Regions from separate parts of the Rattus norvegicus genome. Here region 2 is linked to region 1. A link is a contact called in public Hi-C data. All regions are on one chromosome and are shown on one strand. The core of a region is the stretch at or near the end of the contact, and the rest is flanking DNA. Distances in the headings are between cores, read along the strand shown. Region 1 has its middle 3.8 kb from the start of Trnap-agg25. Region 2 holds the start of Btbd16 (BTB domain containing 16).

Evidence for each region. Hi-C and Micro-C count contacts between places; a contact is called where the count stands out from the background.
Region 2: a contact with region 1 is called in a Hi-C map of the A7r5 cell line, with 4 times the contacts expected there. The contact joins the promoter of Btbd16 here to the enhancer-like site in region 1. A contact is called at or near these places in 5 of 12 Hi-C or Micro-C datasets (the A7r5 cell line, the Rat2 cell line, Schwann cells and 2 more).

What each region holds. Positions count from the first base shown.
Region 1 is chr1:194,595,314-194,601,387 of GRCr8, forward strand. It overlaps a transcript of Tacc2 not described here. Among named protein-coding and RNA genes, the nearest start is that of Trnap-agg25, 3.8 kb to the left of the region's middle. Within about 2 kb of position 3,063, at least 3 of the 93 cell types and tissues checked have an H3K27ac peak or open chromatin away from gene starts, as enhancers often do. A contact at or near this core is called in the A7r5 cell line, where this site is marked.
Region 2 is chr1:194,764,460-194,770,804 of GRCr8, forward strand. Btbd16 (BTB domain containing 16) reads left to right here and starts at 1,541. Exons shown (of 16, transcript NM_001017464.2): 1 at 1,541-1,742; 2 at 4,253-4,310. The coding sequence starts at 4,293.

The sequences.
Region 1 (6,074 bases), core at 1,813-4,312:
CTGCTTTCTTTGAACCAATTCAGCTCTGATTCTGAATCTTTAACTCTGCCAGTCTGGTGGGAATTCCCACAACTGCTGTCCTGTTATATATAATTATTATTATTTTTAAGATAAAACCTCTCTCTACATAGACTTGGTTGTCCTAGACCAGGCTGGCCTAAAACTCACAGAGATCCACCTGCCCCTGCCTCCTGAGTACTGGGATTAAAGATGTGCGCCACCATTCCAGACTTGGCACCCCTTCTGTAAAGCCTGGTGTGCTGAGACTGTCATCCCCTCTCCTGTACCACAGCCAAGAGACCCATTGCTAGGCCAGCCATGCTATCCATGGACCCCATGACCATGCCACTTCCCTGTAACCTTCAACACATGGCCATACCTTTGGGGCCGTTCCTCAATCCTCATCAACCTCTGAGCCCAAGAACACGGTCAGAAAGCCAGGGGAGGGGTCCCTTACCATATTCCCCCCACACAAACCTCCACCCACCCTACCCACCCCTGCTCCAGGACTTTTCATTTGCCTTCTCCAGTGGCCCAATGGGACAATCAGCATCTACTCTGAACGGATTCAGGCTTTTACAGGGGCTAGGAATAGCCATGAACTTCAGACTGTTTTCTATTTACAAAAGCTCCAGAGACAGGAAGTGCAGAAAGGCCCGAGGCAGCTGAGGTGTGGGAGGAAAACAGTTGTCCTCTTTATCCTTATCCTCTGAGGCTCTGCATCCGTGGATTCAACCCACCGTGGACCAGGGAAAATGCATTTGTAATGAACGTACATGGACTTTAAAAAGTATCCCTAAACAATGCGGTGTGGCATCTATCCTGTTAGATCTAAGTAGTCGAGCCAGGCACAATGGAGTTGTGCTCCAACACTTGGAGCAGAGGCAGGAGGATTACCATGAGTTAGAGACCGGTATGAGTTACATCTGATTGTTCCATGTGCCGCCTAGGACTCTACAGCCAGACATTGTTTCTAAAAACCACAGCCGCACAGATTTAGAAAGGAATTGAGATGACTTAAGGTATTTGGGAGAATACGTTGTGGATTTGTGTAGTGCGGATTTGAACACGCTTTGATTTAGGGAGCCCTAGAACCAGGTCTCAACAAATGTGGAGAAAAAACGGACAGGGAGAAAGATACAAATCTGACCAAGGATTGTCTCCACACCACACACAAGGACAGACTCGGCACGTTACCTAGAGTGGGAGACAGTCCCTGTTTTGCCTTAAGAACCATCTCCCTCTTTGAATTATAGGAGAACTAGGGGCTTACATGTCCTCTAGGGTAGGTTCCTCACCTACAGAGGAGCTTGTCCAACTGCCTTGCTTCCTGATTGCCACATGGTGTCACTGTTATAACTTGACTTTGCATAATCCAAACTCAGTAAGTGTTCATCCCTGGCTGGACTTGGGTTCCTGAGGGAGGTCGATCCTGCCCTCCAGAGTGAAGCTAGCTTAATCCAGGTAACACCCCTGCCTGCTCCCCATTCTACCCGGCACAGCTGGACCAGATGTCTGCATCTGGACTAGATCCGGGCCCATAACATCCTGGAGCCTTTCTCTCTTACATACCAACCATCAAGAATGGTCTTGTCGTACAACTTTCATAGAATAGCTGAGCTAAGAGGCGGCTGTGAAGGAAGCAGGGCAGTAGCCCCAGGGGTGACTCTGGAGAAACCTCCATTCAGGTGGAACCAGGATTTTTGACCATGCCACAGAAAAATAATTCAGGATTCAGTATGAGGCAAAGTTAGAGTGTAATAAGAAAAAAGATTTTAAAATAGATTCAGGGGGCTGGAGAGATGGCTCAGCAGTTAAGATTGCTGACTGCTCTTGCAGAGGACCACAGTTCAGGTCCCAGTGTCTATATTGGGTAGCTCACAACTGCCCGTAACTCTAGCCCTAAGGGATCCAACACCCCGGATTCTGCAGACACATGCATTCACGTGCATATATACATACATGTTCATATTAATTTAAAAAATAATTTTAAAGACTAGATAAATGATTTAAGCACAGGTGTTAGATAGAGAAGGAAGATGCTCATGAGAGAGACAGCGTATGCTCAGGATAGGATTCGCAGAAGGGGCAGGTACAGTGGCCATCTTAACATGAGTTATGTAGGGTAGTGCTTTCTGAAGTCACTGTTCACAGGGTTTCATTTATAATTGCCTTCGTTTATTGGGGGTACATGTCCGCCAGGTACCCTTGGGAAGGTCAGGGAACAATTTATGGGAGCTGGTTCTCTCTGACCACGTGGTTCTAGGCAATCAAACTCACTGATGTCACGGGGCTTGGTGGCAAGTGCCTTTACCTGGGCATCGTCTTCCTGTCTGTATCCATAGTGTTTGCAACAGCATTTTTGTCCTCGTTGTTTTGTTTTTTCCTTTATGGGGGTGAGATTATAGGGTAGTTTCTCAGACACATTGGAGAGGATTATAGTGTGGTTAAAAAAAATAGGTCAAAAAGACTTTTTTATAAGAAGGTCACGTGGAAGGTAAGGCATTTGTTTTGACTGTAAACAAGGTTCATAGTCTCAGCAAATTACTGTTTACAGCCGGCAAGGGTAGGACAGTGACTCTCAAAGGTCACCTGTGCTTAGGCCTCAAGCATGACTGTTAACATTCTCATTTGAAATCTCAGTAAAAAAAAAAAAGAATATTATTGGGTGTGGTGGCACATGCCTTTAATGCCAGTGTCAGAGACTCTGGACCTCTGTGGGGTTGAAGCCAACCTGGTCTATATTGTTAAGTTCTAGGCCAGTCTGTAATTCTGTGCAATGTATGTGAGAGACTACCCTATGATCTCATAACTTGGTGCTACCCCCTCGCCAGCAACTGTGGAGAAATTAGTCAACTTAGACGTGGTGAAGGAAAGACTGTTGAAGTAAAGACTGGCTGGGGAGGCTCCTGATCTGGCCTTTATTTAAGCAAGCCCCTGGCAGTAGGGAAGAGTGACAATTTAATGGGGTGATTATGGTCCCAAATCCTGTGAGGTCCTTACTGTGGTTTCTGTGATTTACACAGCTATTCTCGGAAAGGCCAACTCATCCTTGCATTATTTCAGTGACTTTAAACCACAGTGTAGCACTGAGGACTGGAGCAGTGTGGGGCAGTGTAAACAGACTGATGGGTGGGGGGCCGGTAGGTAGGGAGCAATAGTCCCCCCCACCTCTGTTGATGAGATTTACCTGTCTTGGGTAAATGTACCAACACCGATGCTCCTGTCAGTCCTGAAGCAGCATCAGCGCCTAGGTGCCTCAGAGTAGCAAAGAGTCTCAGACTCTGGTTAAACCATTCCTTTCTCAGCTGCTTTTCATAAGATGGTCTCCTGCTTAGAGCAAAAATCCTTCATGTTTGAGTAAAATCAGTGTAGTGAAGGCAGCCGGGTGTTTTTTTTTTTTTGTTTTTGTATTTGTTTTTTTTTTTTAAATAGAATCGATGGGCTTCACCTATGTCTTATTTCTCTCTGCTAACATGGTGGCTGTGTGCTACACCCAGGGTCCAGGGCTACGCACATCCTGGAGCAAAGCAGTTCTGGATACATACATATACCTGACCTGAGGGGACCCCTGGGGGGAAAACAAGGCTCAGAGAAGTTAGACAAGCTGCAGGCTCACAGAGACAGGAGGGGGCACTCCTGATTGATGCCGCCCCACAGACCCTTAACCACAGACACACTCGAACAGAAATCCAGTTGATCTTTAGTATCTAGTTTCCCTGTAAACAAAGTCAGGTCTTAGAGAAAGCTTAACAAGATTTGATGGGAGCCCCGAGCAGCGGTGGGACTGGTTCTTTAGGTCGCAGACAGCACACAGCACTGTCCTGCCATCCTTTTCCAGCCTGCCAGCTCTCTTCTCCCCGCTTCTGCCTAAGGAAAAGAGTCATCCTCTGTCCTTCTGACTCATTGTTTATTTTCTCTGGCCAGAAGGAGCCCTGACGGGTGGGGGGGGTGGGAGGGTGGGGGGGGTGGGAGGGTGGGGGGGGTGGGAGGGTGGGGGGGGTGGGAGGGTGGGGGGGTGAGGGGGTTGGGTGGAAGGGAGCCTGCCCCTAAGTACGGGCTGGAAGTGACAAGGCTAAAGGCTCTACCCATTCCGGAGGAATAGACCATTGTAAGAGAAAGGGATTGTTGTTGTTATTATTTTTTGTCATGAGACAATACTTATTTATTGCAACAACTGCAAACATAGAGAAAAATGGAGGGCAGAGGAACCTCTCCTACTCTCCCTGTCTGTAGAAAACTACAATCAAAATGTTAGCCTCTCATGCTTTTCTGGGTTTGCTTTCCAGTTCTTTTCTGGAGTGTAAGAGAGGAGCATTTTTACACGCGCGCGCGCGCGCTCGTGTGTGTGTGTGTGTGTGTGTGTGTGTGTGTCTAGATATTTCACATATATACATATATGTATACTTTTAAAATCATGGGCTATTCTTTGAATGGCTTTAAATGTACAGAAAAGTTTAGGAGATAGTATAGGGGGCCTGGAGAGATGGCTCCCAAGAGCAGTGGACTTGAGTTCAGTTCACTCCTGTAACTCCAGCTCCAGGGAATCTGATGCCCTCTTCTGGCCTCTGTAGGCACTGCACTCATGTGACACCCCCACCCCAACACACACACACACACACACACACACACACACACACACACACACACACACACATACATAATTAGAATAAAATCAAAGGCATGAGTCTCTTCATCTGGCTTTTAAAAACACTGAAGAAGAGAAGGAGGAGGTGGGGTTGGGGATTTAGCTCAGTGGTAGAGCGCTTGCCTAGCAAGTGCAAGGCCCTGGGTTCGGTCCCCAGCTCCGAAAAAAATAAAGAAAAAAAAAAGAGGAGGAGGAAGAAAAGAAGGAAGAGGACAAAGAGGAAGAAGAGGAGGAGGAAGAGGAAGAAGAGGAGGAAGAGGAGAAAGACAGGATAGAAAGTCCCCAGGCACCTCTTTCTTCCTCCTCCGTGTGGTTTCTGTTACTGTGAAGGCCTTGAGTTAACTGGTATGTTTGTTCCCGTCACTGAGCCATTATGCTGCTGGGTTATTACTCCCTACAGTCCAGCACCTACACTAAGGTTTACCCTGATATTCATGCTATGGGTCTGTGAGACCTGTCCTGCCATGTCCCCTTCATTGTGACGTCATCATACAGAAAGGTTTCCTGCCGTGAATATCCATCCCCCAGGGCTCACCCAGTCATCTCTCCCTTCTCTGTCCCCCATCCCGGACCCTGGCAATTAGTGATTCTCCTACAGGAATCCTTATAGTTTCTTTTTGTATTAGTTTTAAATCGGTAGCCAGGTGGGTAGTGCAGGCCTTTCATTCTAGCACCTCGAGGCAGGTGGATCTCTGTGAGTTCAAGACCAGCTTGGGTCTACATAGAGAGATGCAGGCTAGCAAGCTAGAATTATACGGGGAGACCCTGTCTCTTTAGGGGTGGGGGGAGAGAGATGTCTAAACCTGAGAAGTTGGTGAACACTTACGCCCACCCATACTTGTGTAGTTACATTCAAACCTAGAGTGAGAACATGTCTGTCACCCCAGAATGTTCTCTTTCATCCCAGCTGATTTCTTGTCCGAGAGCGAGAGTTATTCTGACTTCTATCACCACTGATTGGTTTCCCTAATTCTTTCAAGAAATGGGATTAAATGGTGTGTGTGGTTGATTTCTATACTCTGCTGCTTGTCGATTACTGCATGAAATTTACCATCTCAATTTCTTCTTTTTCGAAAGTGTGTGCGCGCGTGTGTGTGTATGTGTGCGTGCGTGTGCGCGTGCACGCGTGTGTGCATAAATCAGAGGATAACTTCAGGGAGTGAGTTCTCTCCTACACTGCAGGTTCTGGGAACTCAGGTTCCCAGGCTGGTCTGTGCACTGTTAGCTGCTAAGCCATCTCTCCTGCTCCACCTCAGCCATTTCTAAACTATGGTGTTCAGAGCGCTTGCTAGTGCACCCAGTCTGTGTGTGCTGTAAGGTGGGAGCTGAGCTCCTCCGAGACCTCTGTAAAGCCCAGCTGTCCCGGTGGGCATGTTGCTCTAAGCTCCATTTTTGGCATATTCCATGAAGTTTTATATTTTTATTC
Region 2 (6,345 bases), core at 291-2,790, 170 kb after region 1:
CATCCCACATACCTGCTCAAAGAAGATTGTTTTACATTTCTTGTGAGATAATTCATCCTTTATGGTCTGGTTGGAGGTTCAGTTACTGTTTCGACTGTGCTATACTTCCCTCTCCATACAACTGTGTGTGTGTGTGTGTGTGTGTGTGTGTGTGTGTGTGTGTGTTCACTCACATAAACAGCCACTTGTGGCCTCACAACACATTTCTGGAAATGCGTCCGTGCCTGAGCGTGTGCACACAGCCTCCCCATCGGAGGAGTTGCCGTGTTCTCTGTAGGAACTTGCTCACCCGTCTCTCTGGAGCCTAAGCGGTGCTATCAGAAGCCGACTCATTCTCGCCAATCAGAAGCCGACTCATTCTCGCCAATCCTTACGGATCCAGATCACGCCAGGGGAAACAGAAAGCTGCCCCCTGAACATTGGCCTAAAGCTAGGATGGTGGGTCTGAACCCCACTCTTCCCTCCCATAGGGCAGGTCCTTGTCATCTGCAAGTGGATGCCTCCGGGTAGAACTTTCAGGGAGGGATTGCTGCTAGAGCTGTTTTCACGTACGTGTGTCTGACTTTGGCACACAGCTCAGCTCTGGAGAGAATCATGGAGCGATCTACCGGGGAGCTGAAGGCTTCTGAGCCGAAGGTTTCAGAAAGGGATTGACACGAGCAAGGTCAAACATTGGGTTCAGGAGCGGTGAGGATTGGGTCTCCCTGGGACACTTTCCCAGTGTGGCCAATAGGAGGCGCTCAGGGGCTGTCTTTTAGCCGGTAACCCAAGTAGTACCGGAAATGGTATCCAGAGGGCAGGTGTGGTGTCAGGAGGGTCAGGTTCTTAGATTTCAAACAGCTTAATTCAAATCACGTATAAAGCCCTCTATTCCAGAGAAAGTTTACATGGACGGCTGAGGTAAAGGGAAGGGTGGAAGCAACAGAGAGGGCAGAGCTGCCCTACAATGCTTTTGCTTAGGTACTTCCTTCCACACACACTATCACACCGTGGCCTGGGCGGTGGGCTAGGAGGGAAGCAGCAGACCAGACTCAAGGTCAGAGAGCCGACAGCATGCACTCTGGTGGTATGGGAAATGTTGCAAAGGCTCTCCCAGTGTGTGTAGCTCATTCCTCTGCAAAGGAGCACAACCGGGCTGCAGGTCTTGCACTTTGAGACACTAGTGTCTGTCAGAGGCTGGATACACTACCCACCATTCTCTCCCATATCAAGAGACACAGTGTCACCACTATTAATAATACAGGGATGGGGGGAGGGAAATGTGTCTACACACAAACGTATATGCACAAATATTGATGTAGTATTAATTAAGGTTAATTTTGGCCATGGAATTCAAATTACCTTTGTTGTGAAAATATTTTGGCAGCCAGTCAGAGTTATGCTAGTGACAAACTGTCACTAACAGTCTGTTTTCTGACAGCCTTGTCTCCCTCCCCTCCCCAGAGAACCACAAGCTGAGCTAACATCAGAACCCGGAAGAGGAAGTCCTTGGAATCTGACTGCTGTTGCCATGGTGCCCACAACTACCCCCTGGAAGCCAAAGGCAGGCTCCCCCAGCAAAGCATCTCATCCCATAGGAGAAAGGGGTGAGCCCCGGGTGTCATGAGAGCCTTCAAGATTCGGGCTCAGAAGGCGCCGAGCCTCCAGCTCTCCCTTAGCTCAGTGGCCAGCGCAACCAGCATTTCTCTGCTTCACTCTCGTCCTCTGTGAACGGCCCCTGTGGGCAGCAGGACTTCAGAACTGTAAGTGGGACTGGCGCCTCATCCACAGCAGAGACCAAGGGGTCAGCCAGTGATGGGAGCTGTTTGCATGTGGCTCTGTCAAGGCAGGGAGGCGCTTCAGAGGGTCCTGGCTGGGAGCTGAAGGAGAGTCACAGGCAGCGTCCTCACCAGAGGACCAAGGGAGCAACAACTAAAGCTCACCAAGGGCACAGCTCCCAGTGAGACATAAAAATAAAACACATTTCAAGGCTACTGAGATACTCCTGGGGTTCAAGGCCAGCTAGGAAGACTCTTGTGTAAAAGAAACAGAAGGTAGGCGGCTGCCTCTGAACTGAAGTGAGCCTTTTCTATGGAAGGCCCTGGCAGGAGCAGTTCTTCATATGCTGACCAGCTTTGCATGAAGTCTGCCTGGAGCCTACTCCCTTCTCCTTAGATGTCTCTGGGCCACGATGAAGACTCAGAGCTCGTATGTGGAATAGTGGAAAGTAGGCAAGGGTTTTAACTACAGAGGTGCAGGGCCATTTTGACTTCAGTGTGAAAAACAGAGAAGCAGCTATGAATCCGGAGGTGGGAACACAGCCGTGAATGAAACCACATGTGTGTGGAGGAGTCTGTGTGTGTGTGTGTGTGTGTGTGTGTGTGTGTGTGTGCTTAGTGTGCTCTGTGGTGTGTGTTTAGTGTGCTCTGTGGTGTGTGTTTGTGTGTTTTTAGTATGTTGTATAGTGTGTGTGTGTACTGTGGTGTGTGTGCGTGTATGTATGTGGTGTGTATGTGGATGTGTTTAGTGTGCTATGTGGTGTGTGTGTGTTTAGTGTGCTGTGTAGTGTAGTGTGTGTGTATGGTGCATATGGTGTGTGTGGTGTGTGTATGTGTGTGTGTTTAGTGTCCTTGTAGTGTGTGTGTGTGTGTGTGTGTATGTGTGTTTAGTGTGCTCTGTGGTGTGTGTTTAGTGTGCTCTGTGGTGTGTGTTTGTGTGTTTTTAGTATGTTGTATAGTGTGTGTGTGTACTGTGGTGTGTGTGCGTGTATGTATGTGGTGTGTATGTGGATGTGTTTAGTGTGCTCTGTGGTGTGTGTGTGTTTAGTGTGCTGTGTAGTGTAGTGTGTGTGTATGGTGCAGATGGTGTGTGTGGTGTATGTATGTGTGTGTGTTTAGTGTCCTTGTAGTGTGTGTGTGTGTGTGTGTGTGTGTGTGTGTGTTTAGTGGGCTCTGTGGTGTGTGTTTAGTGTGCTCTGTGGTGTGTGTTTAGTGTGCTCTGTGGTGTGTGTTTGTGTGTTTTTAGTATGTTGTATAGTGTGTGTGTGTGTACTGTGGTGTGTGTGCGTGTATGTATGTGGTGTGTATGTGGATGTGTTTAGTGTGCTATGTGGTGTGTGTGTGTTTAGTGTGCTGTGTAGTGTAGTGTGTGTGTATGGTGCATATGGTGTGTGTGGTGTGTGTATGTGTGTGTGTTTAGTGTCCTTGTAGTGTGTGTGTGTGTGTGTGTGTGTGTGTGTGTGTACTGTGGTGTGTATAGGGTGGTGTGTATATGTGTGTGTTTGTGTGCTGGGTGGTATAGTATGTTTATGTGTGTAGTGTGTATGGTGTCTGTGGTGTGTATGTGTATGTGTTTAGTGTGCTGTGGAGTGGAGTGGAGTGTGTCTACTGTGATGTATGTGTAGTGTGGTGTGTGTGTGTGTGTGTGTGTGTGGTGTGTATGTGTGTGTGTGTTTTGTGTGCTGTGTGGTGTGTGTGGGTGTGTATATTTAGTGTGGTGGCAGTGGTGATGGTGACTTGCTTGAGTAGAACCTCCTGGAGACGGAGTGTGGGAACTGATTCATTTTCACGACATCCTCAGTCCCTTGGCAGATTCCCAGTCTCCTTGGAGTCTGTGAGTGTCCTCGCCCCATCGGCATCTTTCAGTCAGTTCTACCCTCCTCTTCCTACTAACTGTTTTGGGCATACCATCAATCAGATTGGTTTCTGTCACTTCCAACCAAATTAACCTAATTGCATTCAAAACCAGCGGGAGAATGAATGCTCTGCCAGTCCTCTTTCCTGGCCTTTAAGCCAAGGTGATCATAGCTCCACTGGGCCCGGTACAGCCCTGACTAATTGGTAAAGCCGCCCATAGAGTTTCCTGCTCCAAATAGAGAGTTATACGGTCACCCTACTTGAGGCCATATGTTGATCTTGACGATGTGAGAAGCATATCTTGCTGTTCCTCTACCTGAGCTGCTTCTCCAAAATAATAGCATAGGCCTGTCTGTCTGTCTGTCTGTCTGTCTGTCTGTCTGTCTGTCTGTCTACCTATCCATCTGTCCATCAGTCCATCCATCTCAGACGAGAGCTCTTGTGCAGTGTGAGACAATGCACCCAACTACAGAACATACAAACAGACATCCTCTGGCTATGACACATGACCCATGTCTGAGGCGTTCTGATTCCTTTTCTGGTAAAAGGTAGATTCTGTAGGTCAGTCTGCGCTACAGCGTTCTGATGAGATGCTTTGGGGACATGAAAACGTTCAGCTTTAAGTCTTTGTCTTCCAGGTGCTCATCGCTGTCATCGCTGTCATCTGCACTATCATTCATGAAAATGTTGAATTCAGTAAGTAGATCTTTCCACAGGAAGGCCAGTGACAGCAGGTCTGGGGAGGGTGGTTATAGATGCAAATCCCGAAATTCTCACCTCAAGGCGGGTGAGGGTTAGTTTATTCCGGAGCTAAACATGATCCTGGCTCAGGAATGCACATTTCGGAAACTCTGAGTTCCGTTCTCTGACGTGGCAATGCCTTCGTGGCATTTTATATAACAGATCACTGTCAGGCGCGTCGGTAGGAATATGAAGAAGTGGGGAACCCCTGCTACAGATAGGGGTGTTAACTGATGACATTTTGAGTTTTTAGCTTGTTAATACATTGCAAAACAGTTTCACCTGATAGTCACAAGGGCGTGTCAGGCACAGAGGCAGGCAAGGAATGGCCTGTAAGGAGACTGAAGATAGCCCAAGATAACATTGTTCTGGACCTGCAATATTCCACTGTCATCGAAGTCCTAATCAGTTGGTCAGCCTCATAGATGTTTCTTGCTATGGAAACTTTCATCCCTATGGCTCAGTCAATAAAGTGCTTGCCATTTGAGACTGAGGGCATGCACCACTGAGTGCCTCAAACTTGACTGGCTGTCTACTGGGAAGAGCACGTCTAGGCAGTACTATTTAGAAACCAGAGGTTGGGGATTTAGCTCAGTGGTAGAGCACTTGCCTAGGAAGCGCAAGGCCCTGGGTTCGGTCCCCAGCTCCGAAAAAAAAAAAAAAGAAAAAAAAAAAAAGAAACCAGAGAGCAGCCCCTCGGCTGAGCCAACCCTTGCTTGTGCCTCAAGACCACAACTAAACTCAGTCCACAGCTCACAGTCACCCAGCTAGGCAACGTGCTAAGACACACTTCCTAAACAGTTTCATTGTATCCTCTTAATAACTCTAAAAGCAAGGCAGTGTCGTCATGATCCTCATCTTTGTCAGCACTGTCATTGCCACCCACCACTACCGTTACCAGTGTCACAGTGTGATCACCATCTCTGCCACTGCCATCACTACCATCACTAATAACACACCATCATCACCAACATTATTACCATCACCCCTTCCACTGCCATACCTGCCATCACCACCATCATCACGGGTATCACCTTATTACCAACATCACCACCATCATCATGGCTATCACCTTATCACCATCATCACCAACATCATTACCATCGCCCCTTCCACTGCCATACCTGCCATCATCATGGCTATCACCTTATCACCATCATCACCACCATCATCATGGTTATCACCTTATCACCATCATCACCACCATCATCATGGCTATCACTTTGTCACCACCATCACCAGCACATGGTCCACCCCTACTACCAACACCATCTCTGCAGTTATCACCACAATCATTAGCTTCATCTTTGTCACCATTCCCGTTGAAGCTGACTCCATTTTGCATGATGTCTGAGGGGCTTGGAAGGTTAAGTGACCTGCCCAAAATTGTCAATCGGTAAGTGACAACAGTAGGAATTGAGCTCAGATTCCGTATTTCCACCTACTCTCTTGGTGCCTGGGTGGCTTAGGACTGATGACTTACATTCACACGGATCCGTTGTTGTGGTGTTTCTTGTTAGGTGTCCGAGTCATCAGTCAGAGGGTTGGATTCCTAGTGTTCTTTTCCGTTAAGGAACTGTATGACTATTTCTAGCAGCACGATTCATAACAGCTAGAGGCTGAAGCAACTCAGATATCATCAACTGATAAAAGATAAACAAATTGTGCTAGAGTCACAAAGTGTGGTATCATTCAGCCTTGAAAAGGAAGGACGTGCTGATAGATACATGGATGAACCTTGGAACGAAGCCAACTGAAGGGAGCCAGACATTGTGCGATTCTACATGTACCCAGAGCGAGCAAAGGTTTTAGACTCAGAAAGCAGCTTAGTGGTCACCAGCAGTGGAGGGGAAAGAGATGGATGGGGTGTCTGATGGATACGGGGCCCTTTGGTGAGTAATGAAGATGTTCTAGAACTGGACAAAGGTGGTGCTTGCATAAGACTATGAATGTACTAAACCCCACTGAACTGTATGCCACAATGAATAAT